Linked DNA regions of Drosophila melanogaster: region 2 is linked to region 1. A link is a contact called in public Hi-C data. All regions are on one chromosome and are shown on one strand. The core of a region is the stretch at or near the end of the contact, and the rest is flanking DNA. Distances in the headings are between cores, read along the strand shown.

Region 1 (4,533 bases), core at 1,625-4,124:
GCCACTTGCACTGTGTTGGTGAGGTCCTTAAGGGCGGCTGTATGTGAGTGTGCCCGTCTGTGTCTGGCTTTCCGGCATGCCAGCCCTATTGTCTACCTCCGATTCCTGCCCACCTGTCCGCCCTCCATCGCGTTTGTCGCTGTTGTCAACAGCAGTTTAGCTCAAGGCCATAACGGCATAGCATTTGCTATATCTGTCACGTGGTTCCCCATTTCCCCAGTTTCTTGGTGTGTGCGGGTTTTCCCCCATGTCAACACATACTTGAGCTTCCATTACACGGCCATGATTGCTTATTTTTCTGTACTCCGCTTTTCCGATCTGCTCCGGCAGGTGGCGCACCTGTCGGCGGTCGTTAAGTTGCCTGAATTTGTCAAAATAAAATGTAATATGCCAGCGCGCTGACACAATTGAATGCGATGTGCAGTCGCTGACTTTGACTGGTTGTTCGAGCAAGAGTGATTATTTTGAACCATTTCGCCAATGGCAGTTTCAATTTTATGATTTTAAGCTTGACTTAACATGATTTATTGGTAAGTAAACACTCACCGAAACTGGGTAAGGTAGCCCAAAATAAATTATGAAGGAAATACGTCTCGGAACAGGATACTCATAAAGTGTAAAGCTGTCATAAATGTAATCTATTCGTACACATTTTCAATCACACAAACTTACTAAGCAACCTCATATTAAATCATAGATCGAAATTAATATGTATTGTAACATTTAATCTTCAACCTGCCAAGGGAAATCCCAATATTAATCACATATTTAGCAAATATTGACTCTACCTCAGAACCTTTCCTTCAGCAACAGCAACACCTGTCAGCCGAAATTAGCATAGTCAAAACAGTTAAAATGGATGCAGTGCACTGGCCAACTCGATTGCTCCCAAAATATATGGCCAAAAGTGTGGGCGGGCAAAAGGCACATCTATGCGTTGGTGGGTGGTAATCGAAGTGGAAATTCCGGCTAATTGATTTCCACTCGAATGGCTGATTGCCATTGCGACTGGCTGTTTATTCTGGGCAGCGATTGACACTCCCACTTGGGCGGAAAAGTCCTCCCCAGATGACTTGGTATGCCAAGCACACACACACAGACACGCGTTGCATGGCTAATTCAATTTCGCAATTGTAGTCAGCTCCGTCAGCGTTTTGCATTTGAATAACATGCGGAATTTATTTCAATTAGCATCGCAGCCACAGAGTTGATGCCACGGCGCCGCAAAGAATCCAGCCAAGCGGCACGAGAAGCTGACCATCAAAGTCCGGAAAAGTCGGAAAAGCGAAAGTGGATGTTGGATGGTGGAAAAGCTGGTAGGAAACTCAAGTCTCTGCGTGGAGTAGTCGGCGAACTTTCCTGCCTCCCCAGAGTCCTTCTCAAAGTTGAAATCAGAGTGAGTAGCGACTGAAGTGGCGATGTAAGTGCTAAGTCAGCTCGTCGGACAAGTGAAGCTAATAATAAATTCAATCGCGGAAGGTAATCTCGGGATAAACCAATCGAGGATTTCCCCAAGTGACTCTCCTAGTCGTTCAGCAAATATTAAGCAATGTAAATTTAAGGATTTTAGGTAATCAAAGTTAAAGTACTAAGTTAAAGTTAAAGTACTAAAAGTATGGCAGTCCATTGATTTAAAAAACTTCATCTTTATTTATTAAAACAATGTGTGCACTTTTTATGCAACAGTCAACTAATTAACCTCCTCAAACGCGCATATTTGCATACCTAATTATAGCCAATTTCATGATTTGGTAAATATTGTCATTTAATAAAAAAAAGCGAGTATAATGAAAGCTTTGTGTTTTACGTTTGACAACGCTTTTTCATTACGTAAATTACCAAAAATTCAGTTGCACTGCCTTCAAGGCATTTTCCTTGTGCTGGAATTCAAATTAAATTGCCATATTTACATAAATGTGCCGTAATGACGCTAGAGAGTTAATTAGATTGCATAACAATAACCCTTACATTCTGCTTACGTCAGAGCTAGCCAACTTTCTAATGCCACGCCAGACTTATGTATTCTCCTGGCGCTTTTCAATTTTCCCCGCCATTAAACAATTTGAAATTTTAATCCCAACCAGAAGTTTAAGGTTTCCTTGACTTTCGACTGAGCTCCGCGATAACCGGAAACTCAGGATATCGGCACACGCACACACGCAGACCGGAAAATATTTGTTTTTAAAATTAATTATGCCTAATTATATTTGGGCTCAAAACATATTCCTCTGCTGGCTGCGTACGCAAAATGTGTAACAAAAGAAATTACCTCATCATCGTAATTATCCTGCTCCGGCATGACGCGATATTTGTGGGCTTACGGCGATGGATTTAGCGGATGTCCGATGGGCGCGGTGGGGTGGGTGTTGTTTGGTTGACAAATTAAAGAAGCCGCCGGCTGTTGTCTCTGTGGTCCGCTGGCTTTATGCTTTTCAGACTGCTAATCGAATCTATCAGCTGCACCAGGCGATTTATTCGCAAGCTCTGGCTATTTGTCTAGTTGTGAAAATCAGCTCGCTGCGTCCGCCTTGGGCGTCTGGTGGGATTCGAGATAACTGAAGTTACTACCCATGGTCATGCTTTCGCGAATTATTCGGCAACTTTCGTCCTTGACTTTTGCCAGCTGTCCTTCCGCCTTGCGTCGACCACGCCCCGTTGCCCTGTGCTTCTTGTTTTGTTGTTGCTAATTATGGTTTGGTAGGGGCGTTGTTTTTTCGACGTTTGACTTAGGAACTCGCAGTGCGCTTTTGCTCGCCGCGTCTGCACCGCCTAATGAGCGTGCATTCTTAGTTTTCCCAGCTGCAGCCAGCACAGTTCATCCTTTGTTGGTGTAGTTGTAGTTGTAGTAGGCGTTGGTGTAGTTGTGCCCGTTGTTGAGACACTAATGATGCAGCATACTTTTAGGCCAAGCGCTAAATTGGAATAGAGTGGGTTTTGGAGTGGGGAAGAAAAAACACACACGATATTTTAAAATTCACTTCTTGCTTAAACATTTTCTTGTTGCTCTGGTGTTTTGTTGGTGTTGTTGTTGTTCTTGGTTGCTGTTCATATGCACCGTGTGTTGTTGTTGTTAGTGCCAATTTGTTGTTTGTTGTGCTTTTAGCCTTGGTCGTGTGTGCGTGTGTGTGTATATGCGGGGGTGTTAGGGTTGTGCTTATATAACATGACACATGCTGCATACTTTCGTTCTTGTCTGTGTTGGGCTTTGCTGGCATTTGAATGTGGGTTAAGTAGTCTAGTGCTTAAATATTTGCATAAACAAAGGCCGCTGCCCAAAAGCAGGCGATGTTAGTTCTAATTACATGTACTGCGACTATGTATGTTTCCAGTCTTGTACTTTTCGATTGGTGGGTAGAAACATGCAGGTAAACCCAAAAAACTAATCTGTTTATTATGCAAAATGTCGCAGACGGTGGAAAAGGGGGCGTGGTTGCTACACTTTAAACACGACTGCTCTGTTATATGCAAATTAAATCCATGGGGCAGGGTGCAGTGGCAGAGAGCAGTGTTAATAGCATTACATTTTCAATTTAAGTTATGGCAAGTTTTTTCTCGCTCCTTTGCTTTTTTTTTCTTGGTACCGCTTATAAGTAGCTTATTATGCAAAATGCATGCACAGTTAACAATGACTACAGGGTATGTGCAGATGTGGAGAGACATTCATAGTTGGGTGGAAATTGGGCTAAAGTCCGTAACATTTGTTTGTGGTGTTAAAGAGAATTTCAAGTGATCGCCATCATATGAATAAATAAGTTTATAGGCTACAAAAATAATTAAGTTTAAATTTAAATAAGAGGTGAAAACCGATTTTCTGCTGCTTCAATGACTCAACAGCTTTCCGAGCCACAAGAGGATCAAGCGAGTGTTATCCCCATAATCCAAAGGCTATCAAAGCCATTTTCTATATGTATACTATAATTACCCTGAATGTCAGCTTTGTAGCTCGACGGCATGAGGAAGACAAATGACACCACATCCAAATAAAAGCAGCATACATATTCCTGTCGAAAAAGCGTTAAAACTTGTTCTTGGCCCCAAGAGAAGCTTTGGCTTAAATAGCCAATGACACACAAATAATCTACAATAGCCCCATGGCAGCAAGAGGGGAGAGGTTTTGGAAGGGAAGAGTGTTTATCATTCGCCTGAGTCATCTTTGGGGAGCATTCACTGTGCACTCCGCTTCCTCGAAGCGCATTACAATGCATAAACTTTGGTCATTGTGGGGCTTCTGCCCGCCTTTCACCTCCACCGGCATGCTCAACTATAAATTTAAGCAAAATGTATGAAAGAAAACACAATCCTCGACCTAAACGTCACTTTTGGGAACAATGGCAATTTTTGATATATGTGCATGTGTAGCTGCTAACATAAATTTCATTAATTTTTACGTAGCCAAATTGTTTGGGACTTTTGTTATGTTCTTTTGCCATACTGTTTTGTATTATTTCTTACGCAGCCAAGCGCGAATGGTATTGTTTTCATAAAAATGATTTTCATTTTTACCTCGAACAATGTACCATTGAAATACTCCTC
Region 2 (4,193 bases), core at 1,244-3,743, 3.3 Mb after region 1:
TGCTGCAGCTGCAAAGTATCGGCGACCTTTTGGCTTTTACAATGGAACAAACACAACAAAATTGTTGATGAATGTTCCATAATTAATATGAAAATTGTATTGAATTCGTTCTCTTTTCGTTCGCCTTCGAGTGGTGTTTTGGTTATTTTCTTTCTTTTTTTTTTTAGGCTTATTGTTTCGAGTTATTTAAGTTAGTTTGCTTTAGTTGGATGCATTTAGTTAGTGGCATTTAAGTTGGGACAGTTGTTGCAGTGCTGGTTGCATTTGTTATTGTTGATGAGTTGATGGCAATTGCGAGATTGATGATGGAATTGCTTGATTGCTTGCTGGCCAGACTGATTGAAGTATTGATTCTGGGCTTTTGGATTGGAATTTAGCTGGCATGTTTGCTGCTGCATCGTCTCATTCGCTTAGCAGATGCAACGATACTGATTCGGATACAGATACAGGTGCGGATGCGAATGCGTATGCGGATACGGGTGCGGATGCAGAAACATGGATGCGAGAGTAGAGATTCAGATGAGTTTGGTTTCGATTTAGCATTATGCGTTAATTTAAGCCACTGCTTTTTTATTTTAATTTTCTGTTTTTAATAGTTATGAACACATTGTTGTTGTTGTTGTTATTTGTTTTGGCTTTTCCTCGTGCTTTTTAATTTGCATTCATTTATTTTTGTTTAACATTTTCTGAGTGTTTTTTTGTTTAATATTTGCATATTGCCTTTATGTGGTGAGTTATAATGAAAAAAACTTTTATTTAAATTGGATTTTTATCTGTATGGCAGGCCAAAAAGAGATAGAAAAGAGAAAAAGAAAGAGAGAGAGAGAGAGATCGAAAGAGAGTGATGTGAATATTTAAGTACGTAAATGTTTATTGATATTAACTATGAGGTTCATATGGTATTATCGTTTAATTTGCTACAAGTCAATCAATCTGCCGCTTTTCCGCTTTGCCGTCTAAATTGTGAATGCCCACTATTTTGATTGATTTCCTCCCAAATTCCCAAGCATAAAAGACAACTTAATCAGAATACGCAATGTAATCAGCTTAATAAGGTCTTGCCTATCCATTTCGAATACAATTGTATCTGTTCATGGCCTGTTGCACGACTCTCTGAAATTTGGCTCTAAATACACAGTATTAAACATTGTTGCCTTTTTCCAAGTCGCTCCAGACCGTCACAATCCATTAAAATTAAATTCAATACCAAGTGACCCCGGTCACGCCGCCCAGAACAATCATGGCGCGGCACTTTCTGATATGACCCACCATTGCGATTCATACGACATCATCCCATTCCATTGCAAACGCCCATCACGTGCCACAATTTACGGTCAAAGTTTCGAGGGTCGCAACACTCGCAAAACTGTTGCGACTGCCAACTAAACATTAGTTTAATGTGAGTATCCTCCTGGCAATCCCTCCAGCTCCGCAGGACCTCCTTAGTAGCATCGCAGGACCTCTTATATACCCCTTCGATAACTATAAGTACTGCTGTTTGGATGGCCGAGCGCACAAAGTGTGACAAAAGTCACTTAAAGCCGCCGCAGCAGCCATTTCGAATATCCGTTATGAGAACACAGGGCAAACTAAAAAAAAAAAATATAATAAAGGAGGAAAAAAATGAAAAGAAAGCAACTAAAATAAAGGGAAATGGAGATGGGAAAACTCGGTAAGGAATATAGATCCAATGTACAGAAGAGTTCCAACTGAAGCTACTCGAATGTGGAGAGTCCCTCGAGTGATTTCCTAGGCAAAAGTTTGTTTTCTTTTTTTTACTTTTTCCATAAATCAAACAGTTATCGATGGCCAGGAAATTAGATTACTTAAGATTCCAAAAAAAAAACATGTCTCACCAGAGTCGGGAATTTTTAAAGGTTTGAAATCAATCCAGTTTAGTTTAAAGTTCAAGGCAGTTTTATTTTAATACATTACCAAAAATATTAAAATGAAAGCTATAAAAACCAAAATATCCTCTGTCCTATTGAATATTTCCTAATTCTCCTAACTTTCGAAAAAATCGACCCCTAATCCCTTTTAACCGCTTTCACTTTCTCCACTTCTCGGCTTGCCTCATAAAATACACCTTAGAGCTCCGAATCCTTCTCGCCGAGTTCCATCAACTTAATCTACCCAAATAATACCCTGGGGACGGGGGCCTGGTATAAATGATAAAAAGAGTTGAGCCACTGACCAAGAGACACCGAAAAAAAAGGCAACAACGACAGCCGAAAAAAGATTCCCAGTCACTCAGCTAGTTGAGCCTTTGTTGTTGGTTGTCCTGTCGATGTTGTTGTTGTTGTTGTTGGTGTTGCTGCTTTTTGCCTGTTGTTGGTAGACAACGTTGTTATTTATGACAATTTCATTGTCTTGTCCACTTGCTGCCCTTTTTATTTCCGTCTTTGCCTTTTGCTTATTTACTACCACCCATACCAATGCACAGTCAAACAGCCGTGCACACCAATACACAGGAAGCACACACAGACGCGGGGAGTGGGTGAGCGGGAGTTAGAGAGAGCGAGCTGGCTTTTGTGTAGCATACTTTTGTGCGCGCGGCGTTATCAAACGTTTTCCGCGCTGTTACTCTAGGAATCGGTGTATTTTTCTTCCTTTTTTTTTTTGGTGTGCTAGGACATCTTTTTAAACAGCTCTATCCGTGTGTCCTGTCTGGTGTGGGTGAGTGTGAGTGTGTGCGGCTGTTATCAGTGGCACAGGACTCAGGACTCTGGACTCATCGGTCCATTGATGGAACATTTGAGTGAGTTTTCACCAAAACTCATTTTGAGCAAAAGAGAGAAATAGGGACTCGACCAACTCAACTTCTGTTTACACTTGGAAGAGCACGGCAAACGGAGTCCTGCCAATTGTTGCAAGCCCTTTGTTGTTGTCTTGCGGGTGAAAGCTTGCTGAAAACCCCAGCATACACACGCACACCAATATTTATGTATAACCAATTCGTTTTGCTTCCATTTTATTTCATTTTTTTTTTTTTTGGCAGTATTTGTTCAAAAATTTATGAAGCTTCTGCTCGGGCAAAAGTGGGTTAGGAATTTATTTAATTAACCCCAAGTTCCTGCCAAGGAAAAGCGCCAGCAAAAGGCAGCTTTCCCCCTTTTTTCTCCGCATGACAGCAAAATTGTCCTTTAAGTGTTTTATGAGTGCGGCATGATTTCAAATGATTTCTATTTCTGTGTGGTGTCTCTGCTCGTTTTTTCTTCATTTTTTTTTTTTTTTTGTTACGTGCTCCAATTCCCACGCACACATACACACAAGTAGGGAGAAAAAAAATATGGACATGTTTAAATTGTTATTTCATTTGAAAAGGCCGCTGATTGAAATAAAAAAACGGCAGTGAAATCTGTTGATTTAGCTAGCAGAATAAAACGCATGATACACTCACTGCTTTTGGATTCGTTGATGTTTTCAGGTTGTGGTAAAATGTGATCGAAAGGATGATTATTTTTCACTGTGTACATAGTCATACATACGCAAACGTAACAATGGCTGGCAAAAAAAAATAGATGGAAAAGGGGAAAGGCAGGATAAGTAAACTTGCAACTTGTTTCCGCTTTCACCACACACACACAAACACACACACATATTGTTTGTTGCTGTTGTTGTTTTTGCCGACTGCCTGCTGATTAGAAATGCTTTTGATGTACGTATGATGAAAATCTGCGGCTTTTCCACTGCGGCAAGTGCAGCAACCTGATTCAGACGTAATGAGCAATTAAAAAACTTTTCCCCTTTGTTTGCCAATTGAAACTTGGACAACGGGTGAAATTTCCGAGATCTAAAGTTAGGAATAAAATAATTGCTTTTAAGTTAAGTTAAATTTTTGACATATTCAAACAACACGTGTGTCGATAAAACTTTCGAGCGAAGTTCTTAACTGTTTAAAGTTAAGTATTATTATCTTACTGACAATTTTATTTTTATATGAAAAGTTCTATTGTATAAAACTAAAGCTTAAGTATGGTGCAGCTTTTAAAATTTTAAAGATATATAATTGCTTTTATGACTTCTGTAAAATATAGGTATATATTCTTTAAGCTAGCCATCATTTACCCTGCACAATACATATCTAAAAATTTAATTTGTCTGTCGCTTTATTTTACGATTTGAAGTTATTAAAAGTTTATTATGTTAGCTTTTTTGGAATTAATTCCGTATGCTTTATTAACTTTTCTTAC

What was found. Hi-C and Micro-C count contacts between places; a contact is called where the count stands out from the background.
Region 2: a Hi-C map of the Kc167 cell line shows a contact between it and region 1, with 2.2 times the contacts expected there. A contact is called at or near these places in 5 of 107 Hi-C or Micro-C datasets (the Kc167 cell line, embryo, pupal leg imaginal disc and 1 more).

What each region holds. Positions count from the first base shown.
Region 1 is chr2L:6,584,232-6,588,764 of dm6, forward strand. Dpp10 (Dipeptidyl peptidase 10) reads right to left here. Exons shown (of 16, transcript NM_135207.3): 2 at 2,270-2,912. The coding sequence starts at 2,299. Among named protein-coding and RNA genes, the nearest start is that of Dpp10, 15 kb to the right of the region's middle.
Region 2 is chr2L:9,877,253-9,881,445 of dm6, forward strand. All of the region lies in intron 1 of nAChRalpha6 (nicotinic Acetylcholine Receptor alpha6), which reads right to left. Among named protein-coding and RNA genes, the nearest start is that of nAChRalpha6, 6.9 kb to the right of the region's middle.